Regions from separate parts of the Mus musculus genome. Here region 1 is linked to region 2. Evidence: chromatin contacts called from public Hi-C data. All regions are on one chromosome and are shown on one strand. The core of a region is the stretch at or near the end of the contact, and the rest is flanking DNA. Distances in the headings are between cores, read along the strand shown.

The links. A called contact is a pair of places that touch in the nucleus more often than the background predicts.
Region 1: a contact with region 2 is called in a Hi-C map of uterus, with 4 times the contacts expected there. The contact joins the promoter of Tmem45a here to the enhancer-like site in region 2. A contact is called at or near these places in 5 of 484 Hi-C or Micro-C datasets (embryonic fibroblasts, muscle stem cells, nephron progenitors and 1 more), 3 of 115 datasets of contacts at active chromatin or transcription factors (embryonic fibroblasts, embryonic stem cells and stem cell-derived neural progenitor cells) and 1 of 9 other capture datasets (adipose tissue).

What each region holds. Positions count from the first base shown.
Region 1 is chr16:56,884,560-56,888,039 of GRCm38.p6, forward strand. It overlaps Tmem45a (transmembrane protein 45a), which reads right to left and starts at 1,604. Exons shown (of 6, transcript NM_019631.3): 1 at 1,254-1,604.
Region 2 is chr16:56,850,908-56,854,657 of GRCm38.p6, forward strand. All of the region lies in intron 1 of Tmem45a (transmembrane protein 45a), which reads right to left. Among named protein-coding and RNA genes, the nearest start is that of Tmem45a, 33 kb to the right of the region's middle. Within about 2 kb of position 2,099, at least 53 of the 459 cell types and tissues checked have an H3K27ac peak or open chromatin away from gene starts, as enhancers often do. A contact at or near this core is called in adipose tissue, embryonic fibroblasts, muscle stem cells and 1 more, where this site is marked.

The sequences.
Region 1 (3,480 bases), core at 354-2,853, 33 kb after region 2:
CCGGGGAGGAAGGCAATAAGGAATGAATGCCAGGCTAGCCTAATAACTGGCATGCTTTAACTCAACACTCTAGACCTCATCAGTATGTATGATTGCTTATTATTAACACATTATAAAGGAGAAAATTGGGGAACAGCGCTTTACCCAAGATCTACTGTGAAACTGTGAATGGGTCAAGACGAGCTAACTCTCATTGCCTCTTTGCAATAATACCCTTCTAACCCAGCATTTCTAAATCCTCTGAAACTGTTCTACCTTTGTGGACAAAAACATGCTCTAAAAGTAATCATTTCTGCTCTAAATTCCCAAATGGTGCTTTAAGAGCCAGAAGCTAAAGATCTACTTGAGTCAAATCTTCCCCAAACAGTAACCAGCATGCAACAGAACTCTGAACTTCGGAACATTACTCAGGCAGAGGGAACCATAGATGTTTCAGAAGGAATGGGCCTTGAGCCACCAGCAGGTCAGCATTTTCCACCACCTCATTGCTAAATCATGACGTATAAAGTAGAACTATCTGTAAGCGCGCACGTATAATAAACACCGTGGATATTATTTTTGATGGAACAACAGGTTAAGTATGTAATTATAGGATTGCAGACACACAGAGAGGTCTATCACTTATTTAATTATTTTGTTAGTAACCTAAGAGGAATTTAGATCTCCCTCTTTGAGATATGATATTGGCACTTTCAACTACAAACTTAAGTGAAGGATCCAGTAAGTCCTTTATAAGATTCAAGTTTTAAATAATTTGTCAAACGTTGTGTTAATTCTAAATACACCAGAGAGTTTTCTCAGTCATCCATCAAAATAGTGGAGGACAGGAGGGGGAGGAGGAAGAAGAAGAGCAAGAGAATGAAGAAGAGTTAGAAGAAGGAAGAGAAGGAGAAGAAGAGGAAGAAGAGAAGGAGGAGGAAGAAGGAGAAGGAGAAGGGAGGAAAAGAAAGGAGAAGAAGTCGAGAAGAATAACTTTAGGATGAAGAAAGGTTTACAACAAAACACCAGTCAAAATTTTGTTCCCAAGAAATCTTATATGAGCACCAACTCTCCAACCCTCATCAATTTTAAAATGCAAACCAAACATTTCCCCAAAAACAGAAAAGAAAGAAGCCCGATATCCTTACAGTCTTTCCCAGCATGAGATGTTTTTCTCCCCTTAACAAACAGAAGTCTGGCAAGAAGAGCAAAGGCACAGGCTAGAGAGCTCAGCAGGACAAGGAGGAAGATGTCCCCAAGTCTCCACAACTTACCCAACTTGTCCTGTTTGCGCACACCTTACTCTCCCCACTTTGTCAGTTAGGATCAGAAGGCAGCTGAGCTTTGGTTGCTGTTTCTGTTCTTTTGATCTCAAAGCCCCATGAAAACTAAACTGTGTTGAATGTGATGTGGCCTCGCCTCACATGGGGGGTGGGGGGGAGGGAGAGAAAAAGATTCAAGCGTGGGTTGCTTATTGCTTCTTGGGGAAAAAAAAATTAAGTAGTAAGTGGCTAGCAGGAGGCTACGTGGGGGACGTGCCTTGCGGGTGGCAGGCCTGGAAGAGGCCCACAAACTTTCTCAGCACAGCTGTCCAGATGTGCTTCATCTGGTTTCCCCGGCGGGGCACTGACTGGGGTTGCAGTTGGAGGCAAAGCCTCCTCTCTGATTGCCGATTGGTGGAGCAGCCCGCCACTCCTGCGGGCTCAATCTGCCTCCACCCACTGGGCCACTCGCATCCTAGAAAGGAACTTAGCTGGGCGCGCTGTGCAGTCGCTGATGTGGCACTGCGTGGCAGTGGGGTCTGGGGTGGGGTAGTTGGAAGGGTCGCTAGAACTCAGAGCTTGCCCCTGCCCTTGGTCCGTGAGGGCAGGCCTTCTAAGGGACTAGTTTGTTTAAGCAGGGGGGTCGTTATCGTTTGGGACAAGAATCAGGATGAGTAGCTTAAGGGGGCAGGCATTTCCAAATAGAAGGGGTTGGAGAAGTACCGTACCCACGCCTTCAAATGGGCGGTCCAGTCCCGCCTCAAAGATTTTCTATCCACACCTTCTCTGGCAAAAGAAAAGTGGGTGTCCGAGAGCGCTATTTTGGGATAAAGGTTCAGGAATAATGAACCTTTTAGTAAGACGTGAGCTATTCAGAAATGTGGTCGTTTCTGTGAAGAAGCCCTGGGTGAGTGCAAAAAAAAAAAAAAAAAAAAAAAAAAGCTTAAAAGAAAAGGGCGGTGGGGAGGAAATGCTTGAGGATCTTTTACAGCTGAAAGGAGTAATGGTTGGGAAGACATCGCGAACTCTCATTTTGATGTCTGAGGACTGTAGAATTGCACCAAACATGTTTGATTGTGTATGAAGTCATTCGTGTCCTGTGGTGAGCTTTCAGAATCATCTGTGCTCAGTGGTGCACATTCTGTCATGGGAAGCTGCTTCACAATGGGCTGGTCATCAAGGAAGGATTAGCTAGCTTTTCATACATTACCGTCAACAGACATCATGTTTGTTGACTACTAGGACAGGCTCCTCACAAAAGAAAAAAAGATTGCTTCCGTTTGCAGGAATGTAGATTCAAGTTTCTCATGGCTATACATAATTGGCCCCCTTGGACATCTACAGAAGCCAGAAGGAAGAGACTCTGGAAGGCTGACAGAAGGTAGACCCACTAGAAATCCCAGCATTCAGGGAACCACATTATGGTGAGGCCATAGGCTTGGCTTCTAATCCACTGACGCTGAAGATGTCAGTCTGCACCTAGAATGTCCACAGAGGACATGTATTAAAGCCTGAGAAAGTGGAACCATTAACGTCAAGACATGATAGGAAGAAGTTAGACCACTGTGAAGCGTTATCTTTCTTTCTTTCTTTTTTTTTTCTTTTTAAAAATATTTTAACTTATTCACTTTACATCCGGCTTACTGCCCCCCACTCCCAGTCATCTCCTCTCACAATCCTTCCCCCATCCTTGCTCCCCTTCTACTCTGAGCAGGTGGAACCCCCCCCCCACACACACACACATACAGTGTCCCCCAACCCTAGCATTTCAAGTCTCTGCAAGCCTAGGTGCTTCCTCTCCCTCTGAGGCCAGACAAGGCAGCCCAGCTACAACATATTCCACATACAGGCAACAGCTTTTGGTATAGCTCCCATTCCAGTTGTTTGGGACCCAGATGAATAACAAGCTGCACATCTATTACATATGAACAGGAAAGCCTAGGTCCAGCCCATGTATGTTCTTTGGTTGATTGTTCAGACTCTAGAGCCCCCAAGGGTTCAGGTTAGTTGACTCTGTTGGTCTTCCTGTGGAGTTTCTATTCCCCTAGGGGCCACAATCTTTCCTCCTATTCTTCCATAAGAGTCTCCAAGCTCCATCCAATGTTTGACTGTGGCAGAGCATGGTCTTAAAGGATGTATTTGGCCCCAGCCTTTTCCTGTTTCTCTTTGCTGACTAGCCACGAGCAGACTTCCTCTACCATGTGTTTCAGCCATGATAGTCTGCCTCATCATAGGCCCA
Region 2 (3,750 bases), core at 849-3,348:
AACCAGCATCTCTTACTCATTATCCTAAGTTGACTTGACTACTGGATATTTCAACATGTCAATTTGAATGACCCCATTTGTTATGAATCATACCCAGGCTATTTCTTATCACTAGCTAACCCTTTCTTTGCCTCACTTGTACAATGAGATTGTCCAGTATACAATGACTGAAATGTTGTTGGTACCATCAGATAAAATGGATATTATTAGGCCAGGGTTTCGTTGCCAAAGGCCACATAAATTGGGAATATGTCTTTTTCATCAACTATTAAATACTAAAAGTATATCCCTAAGTTGCAGGATGGGATTAGATAGGATCCAAAAGATCTGATGATAAAACCTCCATATAACATATATTAAGGCTGATATTGTTGGTTAATAATGATTCTCCATGCTTCTAAAATCTTCAGAATTATTAGTACTCTGGCACCAAAGCCATTAAACCATTGTTGTATCCTGGATCAAAACAAGTATAATAAGGTCCAGCTTCTTAAACTGTGCAACACTGCCATGGAAGTCATGGAATGGCACACAAAGTTTGTGCCAAACTCATTCAGAGTCAAAGGGTTTTTGAATGCCCAATGACCAAAAATTAATTAAAAGTAGCACATAGAATTAGACTAAGACGTTTCTGGAAGCTTCTGTCTATGTTGCATCATAGGACTCCACTACACCCTTTATTCTGAACTGGTCACAAGTGCACGTAACATAGAACCTGCTGTCATGTGACTCAACGCCGATGGACATTGCCACACTTCAGCTCAGATTCAGCACTGCTGATTTGCTGTGAATTATAATGGGTCTTTTCACTGTGTGTGCCAAGTTTTTCTCTTATAGAAACACGATAGTTAAGCACAGTAAACAAAGACCTTTAATGTTTTCTTACTGTCATTCCCCACTATGCAAGGATCAAATAAGTTTGTATATTTTTGACTTGCTGCTGTGTTAGAATCTTTGATTTTTAAAATTTCTGTTTGAGTTGCTGACTTGTCATTTTAAAAAAATAACTATTAAATTAAATTTAATTTGGGATTAGGCAGGGTCTCCAACAATTAATGGAATGGTCCCTGTACTAGCTAGTTTTGTGTCAACTTGACACAGCTGGAGTTATCACAGAGAAAGGAGCTTCAGTTGAGGAAACGCCTCCATGAGATACAACTGTAAGGCATTTTCTCAATTATTGATCAAGGGGGAAAGACCCCTTGTGGGTGGTGACATCTCTGGGCTGGTAGTCTTGGGTTCCATAAGAGAGCAGGCTGAGCAAGCCAGGGGAAGCAAGCCAGTAAAGAACATCCCTCCATGGCCTCTGCATCAGCTCCTGCTTTCTGACCTGCTTGAGTTCCAGTCCTGACTTTTTTCAGTGATGAACAGCAATGTGGAAATGTAAGCTGAATAAACCTTTTCCTCCCCAACTGCTTCTTGGTCATGATGTTTGTGCAGGAATAGAAACCCTGGCTAAGACAGTCCCAAACACACTTCTGCCATTTTATACTACATATTTAGACGGAGTGGCATACTTAGCATTTGAGAACTATGAAACCAAAATATTAACTTTGAAAAACAGTGAAGCTATTCAGTGTCCTGCATTATTAAATATTTAGGCAAGACATAATTTTTTAAAATTTGTATTTAATGTGTATGGGTATTTTGTTAGCATGTATGTCTATGTACCACGTGCATTCAGTGCCCATGGAAACCAGAAAAGGACATCATATTCCCTGAAACTGGAACTATATAGATGGTTGTTAGCTACAAAGTCGATGCAGTATTAAAAGACAGAGAAATTAAAGGTTGGAAAAAATAAATAACTTAGCAGAAAAGTTCCCATGGCCTGTTTAGTGGTGCAGCTGGGATTTGAATCTGTCTGGTGATTCTGGAACCTGAGCAAACATCATTCAGCCAGCCAAGAGAAGGACGTGTCCTCAGCTCTTGAGGACAGGGAAGATAGATGCCAATATGTCTGATCCAGGAGTTAACATGGGACAGGGACCATCCCGTCTAGAAGTTAAGCTTTCTTGTCTGCTGAGCCTCGGCTAAGGAAACTAGCTGCAGGCCATTCTTCTCTAACTCCCTGAAAAGAAGGGTGAGCGTGAAAGTGCAGGAAATACGACTCCTCCTAGCACCCTGATCCCATGCCAAGAAGTGCTAGAAACAGCTTTGGAGAGAGCCAAGTATGTGTTTCAATGGTATTTCAGCAAGGCTGAAATGACAGTCACACCCGAAATGTATGAAGGGAGAAAGAAGCTGCAGATGAGGAAAGCTATCAAGTATTTATTGCAGATACTCATTTCTGAGTCAGACTAGCGTGGTAAGAAGAAGGCATGAAGGGACTAATGTGCGTGCTAGGTACTGACCACTTTGAAAGAAGAACACACTGGTCTGAGGAATTTACACCATTGAGGCTGTGCTCTGTGGTAGCTCTGCATGAGAAGAAAGGGGAAAATAGCCAGTTCACATCCCAGCCCCCAATCCTTACATCCCGCCTTTCTTCTCACCACAGCACAAGTTCCAAGTAGTCAGGGAGCCTTGTGTGGACCTATCAGCGCCAGCACCGTGAGTTTTCCCACTGCTGAGGACAAGCAGATGTTGGATGAATGACACAATAAATAAATTAATAAAATTAAATTCTCAGTGCCATGTTCATAACCTACAGAGGGGAGTGTAAGTCATGTAGTCCTCTTAAATTCTCAGTAGCCAAGTGAACTTAAGCTTACTAAATAAAACACCCATTCCACCTGGATACATCCTGATTGTACCATTTAAATATGTGACCGACAGAAAGTAACTGCTAATAAAGCAGCTGGCATTCTGTTTTCCTCTAGAGAGACCGTTTCCACAATTCTGGAGAAAATAAGATTGCAAAGTGGAAATAAATTTAAAAGTAAGACTTGGTCTTCTATGAGAACATCAGTGTAGGAGGGAAGGAGGGCAGCTGAGTGTCTCCTCAGGAACCAACCACATCTGGCTTTCTTTAGGAAGACTTTTCAAAACTCAAAAAAAAAAAAAATCGGTGCCACCTCTCCTAGGGGAGCAATGTCCCGGAAACATGAGTCATGAGCAAAGTAGAGGGAAATTCACACTCGGCATCCAATTAAGCATCTCACAGTTCATGTGTTCAGTAGCTGCATGTGGCTAATGGCCACTGAACAATTCCGGATACCAAATGTCTACGACAAATAAATAAGTGGGATAGAGAAAAGGAAGGAAAGGGAGGAAGAAAAGGAGATGCTGGTAGCATCCTTAGTTCTATTCTCAGCTTCCCATCAGTCTCGACACTGAGACACTGAGTTGTGAGACCTACCTTTATCTATAAAGACACTTGTTCGAAGATGCCGTGCAACTTCACATGTCATTGGAATGAAAGGAGCAGAATGTACACTGCAATATTCTCTTCAGCATCACCTGCATTCGCAGCAGCCATTCACAAGTTTACTGAAAACAACGGTGAAGCTACGTATGACAACCAGGTGACACATCCCAGATCTCCTGCAAATACTGCTTTGAATGCCACAGATGACTCCTCCCTTCAGTGGACATGTCCTCCACTTCTTGAGTGGCCCTCCATTTCTGCACTCAACTTACTAAGAACAAAACAAAGGCTCCACCTGTGGCTCCCCAAACAAGCTTCGACATCCCTTCCTGAATCCAGCTAGCATCCCTTCTCACCTTCACCCAAGTAACATGTGCCCTATTCAACTCAGCCCCACAAGGCAAAGGAAGAAGAGGAAGAGAATGGGAAGGAAAAGGAAG